2 separate regions of the Mus musculus genome follow, and region 2 is linked to region 1. Evidence: chromatin contacts called from public Hi-C data. All regions are on one chromosome and are shown on one strand. The core of a region is the stretch at or near the end of the contact, and the rest is flanking DNA. Distances in the headings are between cores, read along the strand shown. Region 1 has its middle 87 kb from the start of Gm33073. Region 2 has its middle 10 kb from the start of Mef2c.

Region 1 (6,637 bases), core at 2,476-4,975:
AAAGGTGAGGACCAGGAAGTCTTCTGTGAGGCTCTGTCTCCTGGAGATGGTTGCCTATAAAAGAGATGAACAACTACAATATTAATGTAAATGTGCTAATTCAGGATGTGGAAAGTCTCACTGAATTCCATCCCAAGACAAGTAACTAAAAGTACCTAATTATTGCTGGGAAAAAAAATTTAGCCTCTCCCAAAGATGAGCCTTATAATTGGAGGTTAATGGTCAGTCCTGACATCTTATACACACAACACACAAACAACAAAAAATGGACTCAGCATATTGTATTCATATACTTGTGTACATACATATACACTAGGTGTGTGCATGACAAAAACATAAAAAAACCAAAAGAGGCCATTGATTCCAGAGGAAATGGTAAGGAAGACCCTGACAACTGGTTATCTAATACCAGATGCTCAGCCCAGAAACATACATGCAAAAAATTATACAGACTGAGCAGATTGTATCTAACAGCTATCAGATAGGACTATGGGTGCCAGAAGCTGAGGAGGAGAGGGTTAGAAAGATGATAATTACAGAATACCAAATTGAGCAGGGCGGGTGGTGGCGCACGCCTTTAATACCAGCACTTGGGAGGCAGAGACAGGCGGATATCTGAGTTCGAGGACAGCCTGGTCTACGAAGTGAGTTCCAGGACAGCCAGGGTTACATAGAGAAACCCTATCTCGAAAAACCAACCAACCAAACAAACAAACAAACAGAATACCAAATTGAATTTAGGAGGAATAAGTTTGACATCACCGGTACAAGGGTGACAACTGCAAGTGTATCACAGAACACATTAGTCTGTCCAGTGCTGCTGCAGAGGAATACCAGAGGCTGGATAATTCACAGACAATAAAAATTAATTTTGATGTTTCTAGATACTGCAAAGTCCAGGGTCAAGGTGCTAATAGATCTTTTTTGGAGATAAGATCCTAAGCTCCTAACTTCCTGCATTTTCCAGCATGTGGCAAAGACAATATTCCTCAGATAGCAAAACAGAACAACATGAAACCATTCCTGAACATTCTTTATAGTAACATTCATATTTTCATGGTAGCACAGGACTGACCTATTTATCTCTCATTATACACTTCCAATGTTATTGGTTACACAGTCAAGCTTCAAACACATGAATCTGGAGTTGATGAAAACATGCAAAGTGTAAGACATGTGATATGATATGATATTCTGAAAATTTGCTAAAAATAAATTTTAACTGTTTTCACCACCAGAATGGCACATGAGATAATGCTTTTTTTTAAATATTTTTTATTATAACATATTTTCCACAATTACATTTAGAATGCTATCCCAAAAGTCCCCCATACCCTTCCCCCAACTTCCCTACCCACCCATTCCCATTTTTTGGCCCTGGCATTTCCCTGAACTGGGGCATATAAAGTTTGCGTGTCCAATGGGCCTCTCTTTTCAGTGATGGCCGACTAGGCCATCTTTTGATACATATGCAGCTAGAGTCAAGACCTCCAGGGTACTGGTTAGTTCATAATGTTGTTGCACCTACAGGGTTGCAGGTCTCTTTAGCTCCTTGGATACTTTCTCTAGCTCCTCCATTAGGGTCCCTGTGCTCCATCCAATAGCTGACTGTGAGTATCTACTTATGTGTTTGCTAGGCCCCGGCCTAGTCTCACAGGAGACAGCTATATCAGGGTCCTTTCAGAAAAATCTTGCTAGTGTATGCAATGGTGTCATCGTTTGGAGGCTAATTATGGGATGGATCTCTGGATATGGCAGTCTCTATATGGCCCATCCTTTTGTCTCAGCTCCAAACTTTGTCTCTGTAACTCCTTCCATGGGTGATTGTTTCCAATTTAAAGAAGGGGCAAAGTGTCCACACTTTGGTCTTCGTTCTTCTTCAGTTTCATGTGTTTTGCAATTCCGTACAGGAGTACCCTGTACCGTCCAACATCTTCCACAGATCATATACAACACTCTTTTCAAATTATTGACCTTGTTTTGTAAACTTTTACACACACACACACACACACCCACCCACACACACACACACACACACACACACACACACACACTATTCGGTCTAATTAGTTTGCATGAAGATCTTGTAAGAGCAGTGAGGTAAGAAAGAAAGTCAAAAGGACACAAATAAGTGGTTCCTGATTGAAGTAGCGCATTACAAGAAGAAATCTTAAAGAACCCCCCCCCAAAGAAAACTAGAAAAGATTAACATTTTTAAGCAAAGTGGCAGAATAGAAAAATTAAGTACAAAATTTAGTAGCCTTTTTATGTACTAATCTAAAAAGAGCATAATGGAAATACTTTCATTTATAGTAGCCTCACAAAATAACCGGGAATAAGCCTGAACAAGGAGTTGAAATACAGTGAAACAATTTAATTTTTGAAGAAAGAAGTTGAAGAAGTCATAGAAGATGGAAAGATCTCTTACACTCATGTGTTGGAAGACTTAACATTGCGAAAATATTTGACCTACAAAAAGAATAGAATGGATTCAATTCAATTCCAATTAAAATTTCACAACATTCTTCAGAGAAATAGAGCAAAATATTTTAACCTTCATTTGGAAGCTTGGAAACCTCCAGATAGCTATAGCAATACTGACCAAAAAGAGTAATGCTGGAGGGATTGACATATCAGTTTTAAATTTAAATTACAGAGGCACCTGATATTAGACAAAGAAAACACACACCACCTGTGGGGATAGCAAGACAGCTGCTCTGAGAGGGAGGGGAAGCGTGGGAGGTGTTAGTTAGAAACAGGAATTAGAGGCTAGTACAGAGGAAGACCAACAAGGGAGGAACAAAGGACAGTAAGGCTGTGTGAAAGAATCACAGAAAAAGATATTAGTTATCAGCTTACATAAAGTATACATAATATGGATAGATGTTTGTTTGTTTGAGGAGTGGTCTCTGTGCTATGTAGCTATGGATGTTCTGAATTCCTCAGGTAGACAAGGCTAGCCTCAAACTCAGTGCTGGGATTAAGGGCATGCACCATCACACTTGGCATTTAATTATATATAGTTTTAATGCAGTTACTCGACATGGCAAGATAGGTTCCCTCGGGACCTATAGACTGCCTAAGAGTACCCCAATATCATCCAGGAGATACCTCACTTCATGTTATTAATAATGTGTATCGTAGTCAGCTTCATTTAGCAATTACCACATTTGTATATCAAATTTTCAAACAACTTGTTATCATTAATAGATAAATGTATTTTGACAATTAAATAAAAAATACAACGTATTTAAATCAAGGGTTTTCAATTTATATTGCACCGTTTTACATTAATACTGGGTTTTAAGCAGTGAAATATTTAAAGATCTTGAACTTTGGAAACAGTTCTTAGATTAAGGTAAATAATGAACTACTAGATCAATAGAAGATAATAAGGGAAATTAGCGGCCATCATAAGAGGCCAGTGCAAATAGTGAAGTGGTTAGAGTCTACAAATGCTGATCAAATGGATCCTCTATTGCCAACTGCATTCTAAGGTGAATTTGACATGGTGTCCACTTCTTTAAATGGCTGCTGTCGGTAAAATCCAAGTAGTAGCCACCCTGCGGAAGAATGCCTGAGATGGGACAGCTGCAAGGGTTCACATGCCCCTGTCAATCTCTTTTGTCATTTTTCATCAAAGCCATCTTAGTCCAACAGGCAGCCCTGGGATATTCTTAGTTCAGGCTACTTAGCTGGCTGATTCACAGTGACCTTTCTTTTTATGGCAACCTACGCACACTGCTTCCCTCGCCAGGGTCTTCCTCTCCACACTGCCTTTCTCCAACCTCAGTCAGGGTGTCTCAAGAGAAGACATTTCCTAAATAATGTCTTATAATAAATGTAGTTTTCTCTTACTTTTAAGAGAATTGCTTATACGTACTTTATAATTTGTATATGCATGTTCTTATGTGTGTTCATTTATAAAAGTAGGCCTGGTTGTTGAATAATTTTCAAGGAATCTGAATGGTTGATGCCTGGCAATGACTGAATTGGGCTGTTTTTCGATATGTAGCCAGCCGAAGCACAGTGAGTTTATGACCTACCTTCGCTGGTAAAGTGTATTTGTACCATTTCTTATTTAGTTTTTTCTTTTTTAACTGCATACCACAGGAAGCCAAAATTGCAGCAATTTCCAGGGTCAGATGGGGAGAGACGTTCTGGATGAGATTTAGAGAGAACCACACACTTCCCTTCCCCCAAACTCCTCAAGATGTGGCCCCTGGAAGAGGCCTTTCACAGAGTAGACCTATCAGTTAACCGTCGCCTTTGTGGGCAGAACTGGCTGGGGCTAAGTTTAAAGGTGTATAAAGAGAGTGGAAGTTTTTACAGCAATTGCCCAAAATTGTGTTTTAATTTCCATATACACATTTGGAATCTTGTTTATTTTTAGTTTTTGCCATTACTGTTTAAACCAAGCAGCAGGTTGTAACTTTTTCCCCTCAAATCATGTGAAAACCTCATATAACAAAAGTCCAGTGCTATTTCTGTCAGAGTAAATACAGACAAGAGGACGGTAGGCTTCCTATTGCTTTTTTGGCTCTGCTTCAGTTTGAGGTAAGAAAAGTTTTTCAGGAAAGAAAGAAAGAGAGAGAGGGGAAGGAAAAGGAGAGGAAAGAAGGAAGGGAAGGGAAGGGAAGGGAAGGGAAGGGAAGGGAAGGGAAGGGAAGGGAAGGGAAGGGAAGGGAAGGGAAGGGAAGGGAAGGGAAGAGAAGAGAAAGGGGAAGGGGAGGGGAGGGGATGGGATCGGAGGGGAGGGGCGGGAAGAAAAGAAGAGAAATATAAACCTTAAAGTGAATTTAAATTTGGAGAAATTAAATAATATTCACACATACAGCTGTATCTGTATTCTGTGAGTATCAATCTATAAGAAGCTAGATATTAGGTACCACCCATTTCTAACCACTTCCTTTGTGAGAGGAACACGTGAAGGAGAGTGTGCACAAAAAGAAGACTCTGCAAGGCTGCCATGGAGACTAATCCAGGGCTTTAATTTTTGTAGCCAGCAAATATTAAAAGTTCACTATGTATGAGGCCATTGGTTAAGTTGGGAAAAATGTTTTCATTTAGACCTGGATCTCATTGACCCATAATCCAGAAGTGAGATCTAACTACCAATGACTCATTACCACACAGTACTGGAAGTGCTAATGAATGAATGCAGAAAGTGCCAGGAAGACTGTGGGGAATGAACAGCTAACCTCCCAGAGAGACAGAGGAAAAGGCACTCAGCCCTAAAGGGAAGTCTCCCTCAGTCATTGTTTAAACAGATTGCTTTGTAAGCCTGTCGTCAAAAATGATTTTTATATCCATAGCTCCAAGCTGAAGAGTGATCTGCCTTATTACCTCCCTATAACATTAAAACAATATTTAGTAACGGCTAGGCTTAATTGAGACTAAGAAAGTTTTGTAAATTTGCGCTATCACCCTTTTTCAGAAATTTTATGAAACAGAATATCAGCTAAAAATTGTTTCCCCCAAGTTATTCTATTTATTTATTTATTAGTTTTGGAGAAAATATAATTACATTTCTCTATTCCCTTCCTTCCTCCACATCCCATATACTTTTTGTCTCTCTTTTTCAATTCATGGTCTCTTTATTGTGTTTCATTCATAAATGTTTAATACATATATGTGTATATAGAGACATATATATCTGTATTCCTATATAATATATACATATTCCTAAATATAAATTGTTCAGTCCATATGTTATTTGCATTACATTTTCTGAATTTACTGTTTGGAAATCTACATTCAATGTTCTAAAGCATCTTATAGTCTACAATAAAAGACAATTTAGAAAATAAATTTTTGCTATACTTAAGCCAATTAGGTTTGAAGAAAGTGTAGAATTGTTGATTTGTTTATGCAAGAAAAGATTTATTGAATGTTTACTATATGTCAGGTACAACACTAGACCCTGGATATGACAATAAACATGGCAGATTCCCCTATTAAATTAAAATCTCCAACAAATAATGTACACTAAGCATAAATAATAGTGGATCTGTAGATGATATTAATTATGTGTAGAAGAAGCAGGCCAAGGACGTAGAGATTGGTTGGGTATGGCACAGAGTTAGTGTGCAGGGTAATACTCCAGAAAGAATTTCCACAGATGTCTCCCTGCAGCACACTAACAATGCTGCCCTGAGGTTCCTCCCATTTTCATATCTTCTAGACAGAACTGACAGCTAAGTGCTAAAAAAATGATGAAGAAAATTAATAATCTGTTCTTTAGATAGCGTATTACATGGCCAAAGAAAGTCCCCTGCTCTTCTTACTGTATCAGAATTGTTGGGTGCAGTTATTCAGACGAAGCAATGTCAAGGGACCACAGTGGAGAAATGGACTTTATGGTGTGATACTCTTCTCAAGAACACGTATGATGCAATCTCATTATACTTCGGATTAATGCACAGTTTCAATCGTATGCATACCCTGTATCTAAAGAATGTTCTCCACCATCTTTAAAATCATGCAAGTCAAAGATCATTCAAGGAAAATAAAACTTTCTTTTCAATTATATGTACACTCTCACACACACAGGCAGACAGAAGGAAGAAGAAAGGGAGGGTGGGAGAGACATTGACAGAGACAGAGAATTCATAAATGCTATACTTTTTATTGAAGT
Region 2 (6,637 bases), core at 2,849-5,348, 310 kb after region 1:
CCTCAAAATGAGCAAAGTCTTGATCTTATTCAAGTCTTATACTAATTTAAGACACTAAATAATGTAGTTTTAAGTAGACAAAATGGCTTCAACTAACTCTTCAGGAAAGTTATTTTAGCAAAAGAAGACAGACAGTGAACACTCTAAGAATGCTTACTGCTGATCTGGAGAGGCAGTGGGCTTAATTTTCTTCTGGGTGAATTGTTTTATATCCATAGGCTACATAGACTAGACTCTCAAAGCTATGTAAGGCTGAGTTAGGAACATATGGATGGTAAATATAAATCTTTCACAGACAATATATGAAACAAACCATTTTTGTTCATTATGAATCATCATTATAGTGATGAATAGGAAAAATATCACATAAGTTATATAACAATATTTTCAGTATAAGACCTTTGTTGAGGAATTTAATCTGTTGTGGTTTTAAAAGACTTGAAAAAATTATTAGAACTATCCCATAGTTCTAAAATGAAAATAATTCTACACAGAAAAGGTACTTGGTCATTAATATGAAAGGACCCTTGTACTGACAACTGAGAAGAAATTTATAACTGAAAATGAAGGATGAAATAAAAAGAATAGAAGGGATGAAGTGGAGGAGAAAAGGAAAAAGAAGAGAAAGTAGAAGAGGGAAGCCATACGTTGACTGACTATTGATTGCTAAAGGGGTCAAGAGAAAAAAAATGTTGCAAAAATTTCTCATGAAATTTTTGACACAAGACAAGCCCTCTTCTTTCCAGTCCCCTCAGAATGATGATGATTACTACAAAACTCACTGGCCTGGTAAAAATCTCTCCAGTCACTCATATTATGTGACCACACAAAGTTGGAGAGTATTTTGTTTTCATTTTCATTTTATTCCATTTTTATCTTATTTTGACAAAAAGTTATCTATTTGTGATTTTTATAGAGAAGATAGAGATAAGGCATAACAAATTTTGCCCTTTGACCTTTCAACGCTCCTAAATAGTATGCCCTCTGTTCAAGAAAAAGTGCTTATTATAGAGGGTTCTTTAATTCCCTTCAAGAAATTACTGAGTAACTAATAATTTTACATCTAATGACTTTTAATAAAAAGGAATATACATGCAGTAAGCTAAATGAGAACATCGAAGCTATAACACAAAGGACACACATTTTTTATTTAGTTGGTGTGTCACTCATGTATATATATATATATATATATATATATATATATATATGGAGAGAGAGAAGCAAACAGGATGGGAATTTAAAGAATCTGAAGGGCAAGTGCATGGGTTTTCAAGGAGCTGGCAGAGAGCTCATCTTCCAACCTAACATTTTCAGAAGCAATAATTTTTTTCCTCAAGTCCTTCCTGTGCATTTGCCCTTACTTCCTTGTGTACTATTAAGTGGTTGTCAATGGAATGGACTTGAGGCCATAAAAGCCCCTTTAGAAACACAGCAGGAAATGTATGGACTGGTTTTTCTCTTAAAAGTTTAAAAATATTCACTTAAAGAGGTAATTTGTTGATAGTGTATTGTGGATAAGTCAGTGGAAGCAGCAGATTCTGATAAAATATAATCCATGGGAATTCTGGGGCTTACCCGGCTGCTGAGGATGAAAGGACCTTGTAAGTCACATCAGTAGAAGGCAAAAAGAAGTAGAGACACTCACAATGGAGCTGTTATTGATTTTAAAAGTGCTACTGGGTGAGATGAGCGGTCCAAGGTGAAAGAAGGGCAAGTTGAACGTGAATGAAGGGAAGGGCATAAGTGGGCAAGCCTTGGTGATGTTACACGACTGCCAGACAAGTCTCAGTGACATCACATGGCTATTGGGACACAGGGGAGATCTCTGACTTCATAGGAGCCAAAAATCTCAGAGTTGTAGAAAATGACTCATCCTGTGCACTTATGTGCAGACTCCTAAGTCCAAATGCAATGTTATTCACTCATTAAGCAACTTAACAAGGTTTCTGAGATAACCAAAATACACAATCATCGATCCTTACTCTAGGTAAGCATTATCCTCACTTATGTGAATCTGATAAAACCTAGTATGAATATAAAAGAAAATTATATTCTCCAGAGCACTGACAAGGCTAATATTACCACCCATAAAATATGAATTATCTTAGTGTAATATGTGCTGATTTAATCAACATACTAGCATAAATATATTTTATTTTAAATATCAAATGAAATCATGAAATGACATAGTTAAAGTACAAAACCTGAGAGAAAAGAGTACATGTTTTAAATATCATTAAGTACCTGGTAGTAATATGTTTCTAAGGGGCATGAGAGACAGTTGAAGATGAAATAAAAATGTGGAATACTTTATTGGACATTTTCTATAGGCCAGGCAAAAATAAAATTTCATATCCTTCTTTCAGCAAACTGTTAGGGCTAGGTCCATCTTCTCTGGTAAATCTGGGTTCTAATCTCCTGTCAGGTTTACCTTTCTCTGCCTTTGGCTCTCTCCTATCCTATCTCCTATATACCTCTCCTATCCTATCTCCTATATACCTATCGATTAGTAGCACTGACTTCCAGACTTGGCCAATGCTGCACATCAAACCTCTGTCTTCAAAGGCTATACATTCCTTCCAGAAAGAAGCTTGAAATTGTTCTTTTCTATCTGTAGTTCAATGTCTGCTTATTGTCCAAATGTCAAACATTTGATGCTTTATGATCAAATCCTCGTTTTCACCTTATTTAAAACATGTGCTTTAGATTTACTTTTAACAACAACAACAACAAAAGTCAACAATAACAACACTGATTCTTTAGCACAGAGATGCTTCTAAAGAATACAAAGCAAATTTCTAAGGAGACCTCTAAGGGACTCAAGCAAAAATACCTGTGAGTGACTAGTGCCTGGGAGTAGCCACTGTGAAGCAGATAACCTGTGAATAGATGTATTTTTCAGAAGTTATTCCAGTTGTGTGATTATATCAATCCCTGCTGAATTTGATTTTCCAAAAGTATCATAGTTAAGAACAGAGTTTTGGAAGTGAATAAGCCTGGTTTCATGTCCTTTGACATTTATGGACTATCTGAGCAGACAAAGTAAGGCATTAGTTTACATTTTTGTTCTTAAAATCTATCAGATAGAGATAATAATAAAAGCATTTAAAAAGGCTGTAGTCTGGATAAAAGTAATAACATTTATAGAGTAATTGGTGCAATCTAAAATGTAGCAAGTGGTCATAAAAATGAGAAGTATTTTATATACATACTAAAAATATTGAATTTTTCAGTATATATCTCAAGTATTACACCTAGATTATAAATATAATTGCTTTGAAAGACTCAAATATAAATAGAGCAAAGGCGAGTCAAATCTATTGGTTTGGGTCTTTGGCTCAAAGACGAAACCAGCAAGAAGACTGTTGTTAGCCACTGATTTACATTTATTTTCTTTCTGTTGTTGACATTTTAGCCTTTATTATCACCGTATTCCAAAAATATTTAGGAAACTTTCATCCAAAACGATCAAAAATGTCCTTCTTTCTAGGAAGTGAGAATATTAGGATAATTATGTATATACCTATGTACAATCTACATAGAACTAACACCTATTGGAAGCAGATATTTTGCATATTTCTTTCTATCTTAACAAAAAATTTAAGTTTCTTAAATTACTCTGCTTAACTTAAATTTTTAGGTTATAAATAAGATATTTTAAAAGAATATATACTCTCATTTATAAATATAATAATCATTCAAAATTACATTAAAAGGTAGAGGGAACACAGTTTGTCATGCTAGCCCCTTCTTTCTAGACTCCTTTTCTCTTAATAAAAATGTTACCATGAACACTTCATAAAAAATTCTTTAATGTACTGATTCGGGTTTTTCTGTAATATATACTTATACCAATAGACAAATGAGTGTCCCACTCCAGACATTACTAACAGTCCAGAGAGGCCATGTTTTTCATATTGTATAGTGTAATGCAGAAGTGATATCTAGCACACATGCAGCAGAACAGAGTACTGCCCTTAGATCCTTCTTGAACAGAATGCTACATTAGGCATTCCATGAGTTCCCCCTTCCCAGGAGGCCTGTGCCCAGTCTAGTTGCCATAGATGGCCATCAGACATTTGCAATGACATCAGGAGACTATCTGAGCAGCCACTGCCCTAAAGAATCTGCTAGCAGGAGACTGGGGATATCAGTGTCTTCTTGGCCGACAACTGCATTCCAAAGGTCAACTGGGGTGAAAAGGATGGGCTTGGAGCATCTGGTGCGTTTTCAGCCACAAGGCAGCTAACAAGCAGAGAGCAGCCGCCACGAGGGCTAAAAGTAGCCTGGAGACCACACACCTGTGAAAAAGTCAACCTGACCCAGGAAAACAGGATTTTAAGTCTAGAGAGATTTCCAATTCTTCAAAGGTAAAATTTCAGACCTGTCCCCATCCTGAATCAATCCTCAAGTCTCTGATGACCCACTTACTTTTCTATGACAACCACTGCAGGAGTGAGTAGGGACTTGGAAGTGTGGAAGTGAGAATTGTTCTCACAGAATTACTGCAGTTTGTTTTCTCAGCCCTGTTCCTTGTCAAGCAGCTCATTCATTCCTCATAGCAAAGCATGGATGATATCACACTAGAGTCCACATGTGGAGTATACCTGAGGAAACCAAGTCACCGAGCAAGAAGCTTGGGGTGTGAGTGATCAGTTAGCCTGTGTTCCCTCAGTTGATGTTTGGCTATATTCACTTCAGAGTCCCATCAGCCTTTTCACTTGTAGGCTATGGAGAAGCTGAACAGCTATGGAGAAGCTGAGACTTTCATTGTCTGCAGAGCACTGAGGCATTTTCATATAGCATCTTAGATTTCAGGTAGTATGCCAAGAATCCTTTCAAACATGAGCAAACGGTAAATTGACATGAGACATAGATATTAGCTCAAATATGGATCAGTCCAATGTTCAAAAGAATGATCATTTTAGCATTATTTTCCATCAGTGAATATGTTGATGTGAACAGAGATCATCTTCATTAAGGGTTAATTACCATAAATGTACCATAAATGGGCAGAATTAATATGAACATTCACATGAGCTAACAATGAAAATTGTAAAGAACAGATACAGCAAAATGAATCCCCTAGCAACCTATTGAAGTCCCAAAGTTTATGCTCAGTCTAAAATCTGATAGCACTGGTTGTTTATTACCCATCTTATGTAGTATTAGTTGTAATTTCATTATTTACATTGTTAACATTTCAGACCAAATCCCTCCTTTGTGAAGTCAGTGAATGAGATAATTTTACCAAATGTGAGGAGGATTATAGTTGGCTAGCAAGTCTCACCTCAGATAACACCTTTTTCTTTTACTTTTATATTGCTTACCATTTATTTTAAAAGCATAATGCTAGTTCTGCATAAGTTTTAAGTACAAGTAAACACAGTATTATATCTCAATTGTTCTCTTTGCAAAAGCATTATGTGGCTGTCTGACACTATCAATCGTGCAGGTTAGGTTTGGGAGACAGTGTTAGTCCTCATGCAGCTTATCCTTTATGAAATGCATTTTTCTCTAGGGTGAATGCTTAGAGGCATTCTCTCTTAAAAAAAAACAAAAACAAAAACAAAAAAAAAAACTACCTAAAAGCTATCAAGGCACCTTCTAGTACAGTCAGTTTCCCTGGCCAAGCCAGCCAAGATGTCCTGGTCAACAGAAAAGATACTGAACCCATCAGAAGACTTAAGCTTCGTTCCAATTTTAGAGATGTGGATCACTTAGGCCTTCTGAGTTTGACCCACCTTCCTTATTTAAAAGCAACAAAAAGGTACATGGACTGGGTATTTCCCAGTATCTTTCTCAGCAGGCAAGACACTAAAATTCAGACTTTAAAACTTTTCACGTTGCTGCCAATGTGATGTAATATACTTCCTTAGAAATGCAGACTATCCTAGAAATCTGCCTGTTATCAACATAACATAATGCAGTTTTAAGCGAATATTTTCCCTTAAAACTATGGCAGAATGACTCCATGTAATAAAAGGCATATTTTTATGCCTACCTCAGAGGTCCCACTACCCACACAGGCCTATTTAGCAGTTAAAATATGGACAATGTGATTGAAGGAATAATTTTTTTTTTTAGTTTTGATTAACTTGGAAGGCCAAGTGTTAGTCTAGCATCTATCCTATTTGTAGGGAACACACATCTTTCTTTGGGTTAGAGGTGTAGAGCCCTGTGGTCTAAACCATTGATGTATCCTCTCTACTACACTTGCTCTCTTTGGTTCAGCACCCTAGACAAGCAAAGAACCTCACAAGATTCTGCATCTCCTGATGGTTATTTTTGCACAATATCCCAACACTGTTTCCAAGTGGTAACAAAAGAAAGTTGTGCAAGAGGAAAGAAAGTCTTCTCATTCGGGTTTGCTGTGAATTTTCCTTAGCATCCTAGTTCTCTTTCTACTTTGTGATCTTTAATATACCATGACCTGCATATACTCACAGAGGTAGCTTACCTTCTGGAGTTAGTGGTTGGCTTTAAGGTTTTAAAAATATTTCTGAGAACCTAGGGGCTTAATTAGAGTTTAAAGCTAATTTGGGGCCATGATTCTTTTCCTATTAGTCTATAAGATTTGTTACAAATCCAGGATGCTATAGGACAGGGAGTTTGGACCTGCCCAAAGACCCTCTTT

What was found. Hi-C and Micro-C count contacts between places; a contact is called where the count stands out from the background.
Region 2: a contact with region 1 is called in a Hi-C map of myocytes, with 2.5 times the contacts expected there. The contact joins two enhancer-like sites. A contact is called at or near these places in 7 of 39 promoter capture datasets (the C10 cell line, embryonic stem cells, hematopoietic stem and progenitor cells and 4 more), 1 of 15 datasets of contacts at CTCF or cohesin (pro-B cells), 1 of 484 Hi-C or Micro-C datasets (myocytes), 2 of 115 datasets of contacts at active chromatin or transcription factors (both in the 230-238 cell line) and 1 of 9 other capture datasets (embryonic tail).

Annotation. Positions count from the first base shown.
Region 1 is chr13:83,204,091-83,210,727 of GRCm38.p6, forward strand. No RefSeq gene overlaps it. Among named protein-coding and RNA genes, the nearest start is that of Gm33073, 87 kb to the left of the region's middle. Within about 2 kb of position 3,726, at least 10 of the 459 cell types and tissues checked have an H3K27ac peak or open chromatin away from gene starts, as enhancers often do. A contact at or near this core is called in myocytes, where this site is marked.
Region 2 is chr13:83,511,158-83,517,794 of GRCm38.p6, forward strand. It overlaps a transcript of Mef2c not described here. Among named protein-coding and RNA genes, the nearest start is that of Mef2c, 10 kb to the right of the region's middle. Within about 2 kb of position 4,099, at least 2 of the 459 cell types and tissues checked have an H3K27ac peak or open chromatin away from gene starts, as enhancers often do. A contact at or near this core is called in myocytes, where this site is marked.